Linked DNA regions of Sus scrofa: region 1 is linked to region 2. Evidence: chromatin contacts called from public HiChIP or PLAC-seq data. All regions are on one chromosome and are shown on one strand. The core of a region is the stretch at or near the end of the contact, and the rest is flanking DNA. Distances in the headings are between cores, read along the strand shown. Region 1 holds the start of SRSF4 (serine and arginine rich splicing factor 4). Region 2 holds the start of SESN2 (sestrin-2).

Region 1 (4,010 bases), core at 544-3,043, 770 kb after region 2:
TCCTTATGATCATGGTCAAATCCCTTTGATTATAGCTACCATTTACAGCAATGAGCCAAATGCTTTACAATTATTACCTCTAATCTTCCTTTTCCTTGTGGATGAGGAAACTCAGAATCAGAGAAATAACTGGCCCACAGATAGTAAGTGGTGAAGCTAAGATTTGACCCAGGCCTGCCTGATTTCAAAACCTAAGCTTTCCTTACCAAATTTAATTATCCCGACAACTTAATTGGGCTCTAAAGAAAATCTGTAAGTTTAAACTCCATTCTCGATCATTCAGATATATGATACATATCACAATAACAACCTCCGGCCCACTTTATCTAGTATAAGAACTGAAACAAGTAATTTCCGTACAAAACAAGTAATTTCCGAAGACTTCTACTCTAAAAGAAATCAGTATTCATAATAAACACTTGATGACACTTTCCTTAGCAAGAAGGTGATTCTGCCTAACAATTAATTTGAAATAACTTTTTAAACCTAGGCAACAGTTTGAGTATACTGTAGCTTCCAGTTTTTTTCAAATGTGCAACTCAGGTATTTTTCTTAACTTCTCAAATGTTAGTTGCTAGCATTACATTGGGAGTAAACTGTACCCATAACAAACTTGTTGCAAAGCAGGTCTTAAAAAAAAAAAAAAAAAAAAAGCCAGAGTTCCTCTTAACACCCAAGGTTTAGTACACTAAAATGTCCCCCTTACTCCTTTTATTTTTGTATATCCATGCCTTTGTATACCCGCTAACATTTTCTGGTTCTCACAGTTTCCCCTTGTTGATTATCTTCTCCAGGCCTGACTCCTAATCTGTTTTCCCAGAAACTTGTAGCCCCTGTGGGCCCTGCTCTACCAAAGTCAATTAGGAATACAAGCAACAGAACACACCCGGATAGGTAGCAAGTTAGCAGTTTCAAGCTGTAAGTCTCCGTTTACATCAACTAGTTAACTAGTTACCGGGGCCATTATTCTCTAACAAATTCTACAAAGACAAAGCAATTTTTTTGCCAAGTTAGAGAACGGAAACCACAGCATGGAAACTTCGTACGCAGTCTTAAAGATAGCATGCTAAGACTCTAATTTATCCTTGTAGAGGGAACGGTGAAGGCTTTCGGCACCACACACGCCGATACTTTCGAAACTGTCACTAGACTACTCAAACCAGAGTCTCCCGCTCAAAAAAGTGTAGCACAGGGCAAGTCTAAAAAGGGTGTCCCTTCAGAGCTCCCGTCCCTGGGAGAAATGCGCTGTGATCATCTGATCCATTAAACTGGGTAAGAAATGAAAAGGGAGCAGGAAATCTGTTTATTTCCAGCAGCCCTTAGAGCGGGAAAGGTCTGTCTCTACCGGAGATCGACCAGGCCCTGGGAAGGAAAAAGCCAGGCCTCCCCAGCTGTCCTGGAGCTGTGCCCTCCCGCCCGGAGTCCCAATCCCACTCGGGTTTTCCTTTTCCCCGTCCCACTCAGAGCCTCACCATCGCTCCCATTATCCCTCCACCACCCCCACCCGCGCAGGCGCAGTGGGAACCGGGGCCTACCCGCGCCCCCGAGGCGCCGCGACTATGGCGGAGCGGGAGCAGGCCGGTAGGCGCTCTGCGCGGGGTAGGCGTCCCTCTCCCGTCACCGAGGCCTCCCCGCCACCGCCAGGGTCCCATCCCCACCCAGCCAGCCCCTCCTCCGCCCTCCTCACCCGTTCTTCAGATCCACCTCTAGGATCTTCCCGTAGCCCTTAAAGAAGCGCTCCACATCGCGCTCCCGGGCCTGATAGCTCAGGCGGCCGATGTACACCCGCGGCATCCCGGCAACTGCGGCGGCGGCTTGGCCCGGCCCCAGCCCCTTAGGCGGCGGCCGGCGAAGCGAGAGCGCGGCGACGGCGGCGGCAACGGGCGGGCGGCGGGACGGACGCAGCCGAACCCGGCGACGTACGCGAGCACGCAGCTCGCGAGCACGCGCCTCCCCCGCCCGCCCGCGGAGAGTAACGGGGGGGGGAACGCGCCTTCTTCCCGCCCTGCCGGAGGTGGAGGCGGGGCCTGTCCGGAGGCGCGCCGGCGCAGGGCGGGACCAGGTGATCGACAGGCGGCGCGGGGGTACATCCTCTCGCGAGCTTGGCGCGAGGGGCCTGCGCCGCTTGGCGCAGCCCGCGGGCTTCGCCCCTCCCCCGGAAGTGTCCACGTCCCCCTCCTTCCAGCCCTGAGAGCATTGCTGCTTTTGTCCCTTGAACCCGGAGCTGTATCGACTCTAGAGCAGATTTGGAATTAAACCTGGCTTCTAATTGTCTGTGACCTTGAGCTCATTACGCGCCTTTCGGCTTCGTCTTCTCTGTAAAAGGGGGATTAGTAATTCCAGCCTTCCAGAGTTGTTCCTAGCACCTCGTAAGTGCCCAATAAATAATAGCAATATTATTTTAAAAATAGGACAGTTTGCTTCAGTGGAAGCAGTGTGCAAAGTAGAGACTAGAACTTTGGAGCTAGATTAGGCTTGTCACTGGCTAAATTATTAAATTACCAATTTAATCTATTTTCTGACTTGTAAAATTAGAATAATTTATCCCATCTCAGTGGACTACCAGGGTAACTAAGAGAGTATGTGGAAGGGCTTCAGTATCTGGGACGTGGTAGGAGCTCAGTAAATATTGGTTCCCTTCTCTCCTACCCAGTTTATCTAGAATCACAAAGGAGTTTTGTTTCTTTGCTGTTTTTATTTACTTCAGAAATTATATTTTGAAAGGTAATTCATTAACTGGTTCAAATGATATACAGTGAAAAGTCTTCCCATCTCTGTCCTCTGGCAGCCTAGTTCCCCACCCTCCACTCCCTGAGAGGCCCACACAATATAATCAATTTCGTAAATGTTCTTTGAGGTATTTTACACATGTAAAGCAACTTGTGGTGTACCACACGTATGGTTCTGCATTTAATATAATTTGAAACTCATTCTGTAAGAGTACAAAAGGAGCTTCCTCAGGATTATTTTTATGGTTTATAATATGCCATTTTATACACTGATTTGTGTAATCAGTGCCTAGGAAAGGACATTGAAATAGATTCAAACCTTTGGTTATAACTGCTTCAGTGAGTAGTTTTGTATACATATATATATGTAGGATCTATTCCTAGAGATAAGATAGTTGGATCAAAGGGTGTGGGAGGGCAGTTTTGATAGATTTGCTCGATTTTCCATAAGTATCTGTTTCTCCATCTCATCATCACATTATCAAACATCAATCTGATAGCTGAAAAATGGTGTCTCAGGATAGTTTGTAATTACCTTGAGTGAGTCTTATTTCCTATGTGTAAGAGACATTTTCCTTTTTGTGTCTGTTTATATTTTTTGCCTGTTTTTCTTATTGATTTATTATATAATTAGGAAAATGAGCTCTGTCAAATGAGTTGCGAACTTTTCCTCAGTGTGAGTTTGCCTTGCAAAAACAAAGGATGTTTATGGATTGAATTTATCCATCCTTTATTTTTCTTTGATTCTGGATTTTGCATTGTAGTTTGAAAGGCCTTCCTCACTTAGGTAAAAAAAAATTTTTTTTTAAAAAAACCAGTCATTTGTATATTGTTACTTCTAGGACTTTTTTTTCTGCTATGCCCGAGGCATGCACAAGTTTCTGGGCCAGTGATGGAACCTGTGGCATAGTAGTGACAATGCCAGATCTTTAACTACTAGGCCACGAGGGACCTCCTAAGACTTATTTTTATGTTGCAATCTTTGCTCCATTTGGTATTTAGAAAAGTGTGAGGATCATAGTTACTATGAAGAACTGATGCTGACCTTGATTGTTACATAATCTGGTCAACCTGGGGAAAGAGCACCCCCCTTCCTTGAGAGGAAATGTCTGTCTCCAAAACCTGCTTCTCCTCTGGAGCTCCCTAACTCAGGGAGTGGCATCTCTTTCTAGCAAGGTGCCCAAGTTCAAACTTCAAGCACCACATGCATTCTGTCCAGTTGATTCTCACTTCTAAATACTCAAGAATCCATTCACTTCTCTCTACTCCCACTTAACTAAG
Region 2 (4,232 bases), core at 1,185-3,684:
GAGCTATCCATATTTGCTTCCATCTTCCTCATCTACTTGACCTTGGCAACCAGGTATTGCACATTATTCACCTTTGTACCTCTGCCTGAAGCAGAGTGCCAGGCTCATTTTAGGGATTGCTATGGACTGAATTGTGTCCCCCTAATTTCATGAGTTGAACTCCTAACCCCCAGTGTGATAGTATTTCAGAATAGGGCCTTTGGGGAGATAATTAGGTTTAGATGAGGTCATGAGAGTGGGATCCTCATGATGGGATTAGTATGCTTACAAGAGGAGACATCAGAGAGCTTACTTATGATCTGCCATCTGTGGACACAGTGCTAAGGCAGCTATTCGTAAGCCAGGAAGACAGCTCTCCCCTGAACCCCAAAATGCTGGCACCTTATCTTGGACTTCCAGCCTCCAGAACTGTGACAAAATAAATTTCTGTTTTTTAAGCTACCCAGTCTAGGATATTTTGTTATGGCAGCTCAACTGAAAACAGGTTCAATAATATTCACAGATATAAACTTTTAAAAGTTTTTATCATTAGCATCAAGCAAAATGTATTTGTTTACAGTCTTTGACTTGTGAATTTGCTTCTAGAAATTTAGTTTCATTTGACATGTAATATAATTTTATAAACCAATTTTACCTCAGTTAAAAAAATTACTAAAAACAACATGACCTATCTGTAAAATCTCAGGTTATTATTTTTTTTAATTATGTTAAGGAATACTTAATATCTTGAAAATTATCATGAAATGTAGTAAGTGGAAAAAGCAGGCAATATAACCATACATAATTTATATACTATATATATGCATAGGTTAAAGAACATATATATAAATTTTATATTTTGTCTTTTTTTTTTAGGGCCACTCCTGCAGCATATCTCCCCAAAAAAGATTTTTAAAAGAATATATAATATATAGTAAATAAATATAACCCCCCCAAAAAAAAACCCCAATATGTTAACACTGATCCTCTCTTGGTAGTAGGATTAGAATTTTGAAAGGATTGCTCCCATTCTCTAAAAGGATCCTTTTTTATTTATTAAGTTACCAACATAATACATTTTGGCATTCATTTATTTATTTGCTTTTTCAACTGAACCAGTGGTATATGGAAGCCCTGCAGCTAGGGATCAAATCCCAACCCAAACTGTGACTTCTGGCAGGCACAGCTGCAGAAACACAGGATTCTTAACCTACTGCACCACAGTGGGAAGTCCCATCTTGGTTTTTAAACAATCATTAAATAAATATAGTGCATAAAACCTTATAATTCTCTATCATCCTTTTATTCCAGATGTAACTGGATCCTAATAGTTTGTTGCAAACTACACATCTTTCCAGACTTTTGTTGCCTCTGTATATTTATGGATGGTATCTATGACATAATTCTATTTTTTTTTTTTTGTCTGTTTGCCGTTTCTAGTGTTGCTCCCCCTGCATATGGAGGTTCCCAGGCTAGGGATCTAATCAGAGCTGTAGCCACCGGCCTACGCCACAGCAACACAGGATCCGAGCCACATCTGCGACCTACACCACAGCTCACAGCAAGGCCGGATCCTTAATCCACTGAGCAAGGCCAGAGATCCAACCCGCAACCTCATGGTTCCTAGTCGGATTCGTTAACCACTGCGCCACAACGGGAACTTCATATGACATAATTCTAAGTGCATCACTGGGCAACTTGTTTTTTTGTTTGTTTTAACCTAACATTAAATGCAGCATACATTTTCATTTCACCTAGAGCATCTACAATAGAGCACGTAGAGCTACCTCCTGCTTCTTTACTGCATGATATTCCACTGTGGAGACAAGAACAACGGGAAGTGCATTCCTGCTGGAGGGTCTTTTGGGAATCTGGTTTATTATTTGAACCAGTCCTCTTTGGTGAGCACTTTGATCCCTTCCAGTTTTACACTTTTACAATAGAATAATGAACAGGAGTAATACCAGTTTAGAGTAGAAAGCCTGAAAAACATTAGAAAACATAAAGGGGGGGAAATATTTCGAGTTACGTCTTTTGTACCTTTACACTTTCCTGTATTTTCAAAATATTCTGATATAACATATGTCATTTATAATTTGAAAAGGAAAAACATGCACTAAAACCAAAAGTTCATTAAAAGAAAATGAAAGAGAAAAAAAAAAAGAAACGAAAGCGAAGGGGATAGTCCCTGCCACCTCCCAGGGGAGGGGGCCGGCGGCGGGAGGGGCGGGCCGACACAGTCTGCACCAATCAGAGCCCGGTTGATAAGCAGAGCGAGGAGAATTTGGAGACACTCCCCGCCGAGCAAACTGTCTTGCGGTTTAGTTTCCCTAACCAGCCTGGAAACCTGCCTGGGCCTAGCCCGCATGCCGCTGCGGACTGCTATTGGCTGCCAGGCAACCCCGCCCATCTTCCTGTTCATTGGACGCCCGCGGTTTTCGTAAGAGGAGCCTGTTGCTGACCGAAAACAAGTAAGCGCAGCAGCTTTTGTTCAGGAGATTTTTGGACTGCAAACGTCCTGGGCACCCTTGGGTCAAAAAAGCAACATCACTTGGGTTCCCTTCCTGGCTCAGCATAAACGAATCTGACTAGCATCCATGAGCACGCAGGTTCTCTCCCCGGCCTCGCTCAGTGGGTTAAGGATCCGGCGTTGCCCTGAGCTGTGGTGTAGGCCAGTAGCTACAGCTCTGATTCGACCCCTAGCCTGGGAACCTCCGCAAGCCACCGATGCGGCCCTAAAAAGACAAAAAGACAAAAAAAAAAAAAAAAGCTATATCATTAACCATCGTTTATTTAGTCCCGGCTTAAGGCCGGGTTTCTAGCGCCAAACTTTTAATTTCAATGGTTATAATCACCTTTCTTGAACACAAAACTATCTGCCAGTCACTGTACTTTAAAATAAGAACAATAGTAACAATTTAAATGATACTTACAGTTTGTTGGTCTCTTAATCTTTATTCAAGCCTTGTTAAGGAATTTGTATGCCTTAGCTCTCATCCTTACAATAGCCCCTGTGAAGGTAAACGTTATCGCCCCATTTTACTCAGCAGGAACCAGGTTCAGAGAGGCGAAGTGACTTGCCTGGATTCGCACAGCTAAGGGTTAGAACTGGACCCTTCAACATTAATTCTGCTTCCAAGCACAATTTTTTCGAGGAGTGGGGGGTATACAAAAGACTTTTGAGGACAGGAAGAAGTGGATCAGGATGGTGGCAAGGCCCTGGGGCATTGCTTCAGTGACAGGCCTCAGGGTGATTGAGAATGGAATATATGGAGCCTCTAGGCGTGGAGGAGAAGGAGGAAGAGGGAAATCAGGACATCGGAGCCAATTCAGCAAAGAATTCTTCCTGGAAATGTGAGGCTCCTGGGGCCGTGTGTTGTGGTGCAAGTGGCCCTCGACTGGGGACCTGGACCCCAAGGTTCCAGGTATTGCCCTGTGACCAGCTTCCTGAGGGACCTTGAGCAAATGCCTTCTCTCTGGACCCCAGGCTTCCGTCTGTACGGTGAGAGAGTAAGCCGAAACAACGGGAAGTGCATTCTGGCTGGGGGGGCGGGGGAGTGTCCTTTGGGAATCTGGTTCCTGCTGGCATCAGGGAAACTCCTCAACAACCACACAATCTTTACTTAGCTGTTGCCTGGCCTCTTTTCAAGAACGGACAATCCTGTGAACCACCTTTTCCCCTCCCCGTCTGTTCTGAGCTATAGCAGAGTCGTGCCTGCAGGGGGCGCTGAGGGTTCATAGCTGACAAAACCTAACTGGAATTCTTAGCCAATTATCCGAAAGCACCCAGCTCATGGGTTTTGGTATATTGTTTATTAAGAGCGTTGAGCTTTTTTTTTGAAACCTGAAGATTTCTGTCCTCAGGATACAATCGACGAACCTGAATTATGAGTATTGCCCAACATCCGTTCTCTCCACAGTGGTCCTGGAGGGTTAGCATTAATTTCAATTCGTTTTCCAGGTAAGGAAACAGATTCTAAGAGCCGAAAAAATTATTTTGGGGTCACATTGCTAAAAACTGGTTGCCTGACTCCTGGGCAGTGCTTTTAGGAGATAGTTGGCTCTGTTTTCAAGAGTCTGTGGTTGTTCTGCCTCCTAATACACAACCCGTGGGGACAATTTCAATGTTGGTTGTATAATTTGACAGCTCAGGACTCGTCAGCCAGAAGGACCTCCTCAGCACCTAGCCAAATGTCTGCTTAATGAGTAATTAAATGAATGATGTGTGAATGAGCCACAGAGGTTGATTCTGT

The links. HiChIP or PLAC-seq counts read pairs in DNA pulled down with a chosen protein or histone mark.
Region 1: an H3K27ac HiChIP or PLAC-seq map of alveolar macrophages shows a contact between it and region 2. The contact joins the promoter of SRSF4 here to the promoter of SESN2 in region 2. A contact is called at or near these places in 1 of 5 promoter capture datasets (fetal liver) and 1 of 2 datasets of contacts at active chromatin or transcription factors (alveolar macrophages).

The regions. Positions count from the first base shown.
Region 1 is chr6:86,090,810-86,094,819 of Sscrofa11.1, forward strand. It overlaps SRSF4 (serine and arginine rich splicing factor 4), which reads right to left and starts at 1,794. Exons shown (of 6, transcript NM_001077216.1): 1 at 1,688-1,794. The coding sequence starts at 1,794. It also overlaps a transcript of MECR not described here.
Region 2 is chr6:85,319,548-85,323,779 of Sscrofa11.1, forward strand. It overlaps SESN2 (sestrin-2), which reads left to right and starts at 2,435. Exons shown (of 12, transcript XM_021095666.1): 1 at 2,435-2,450.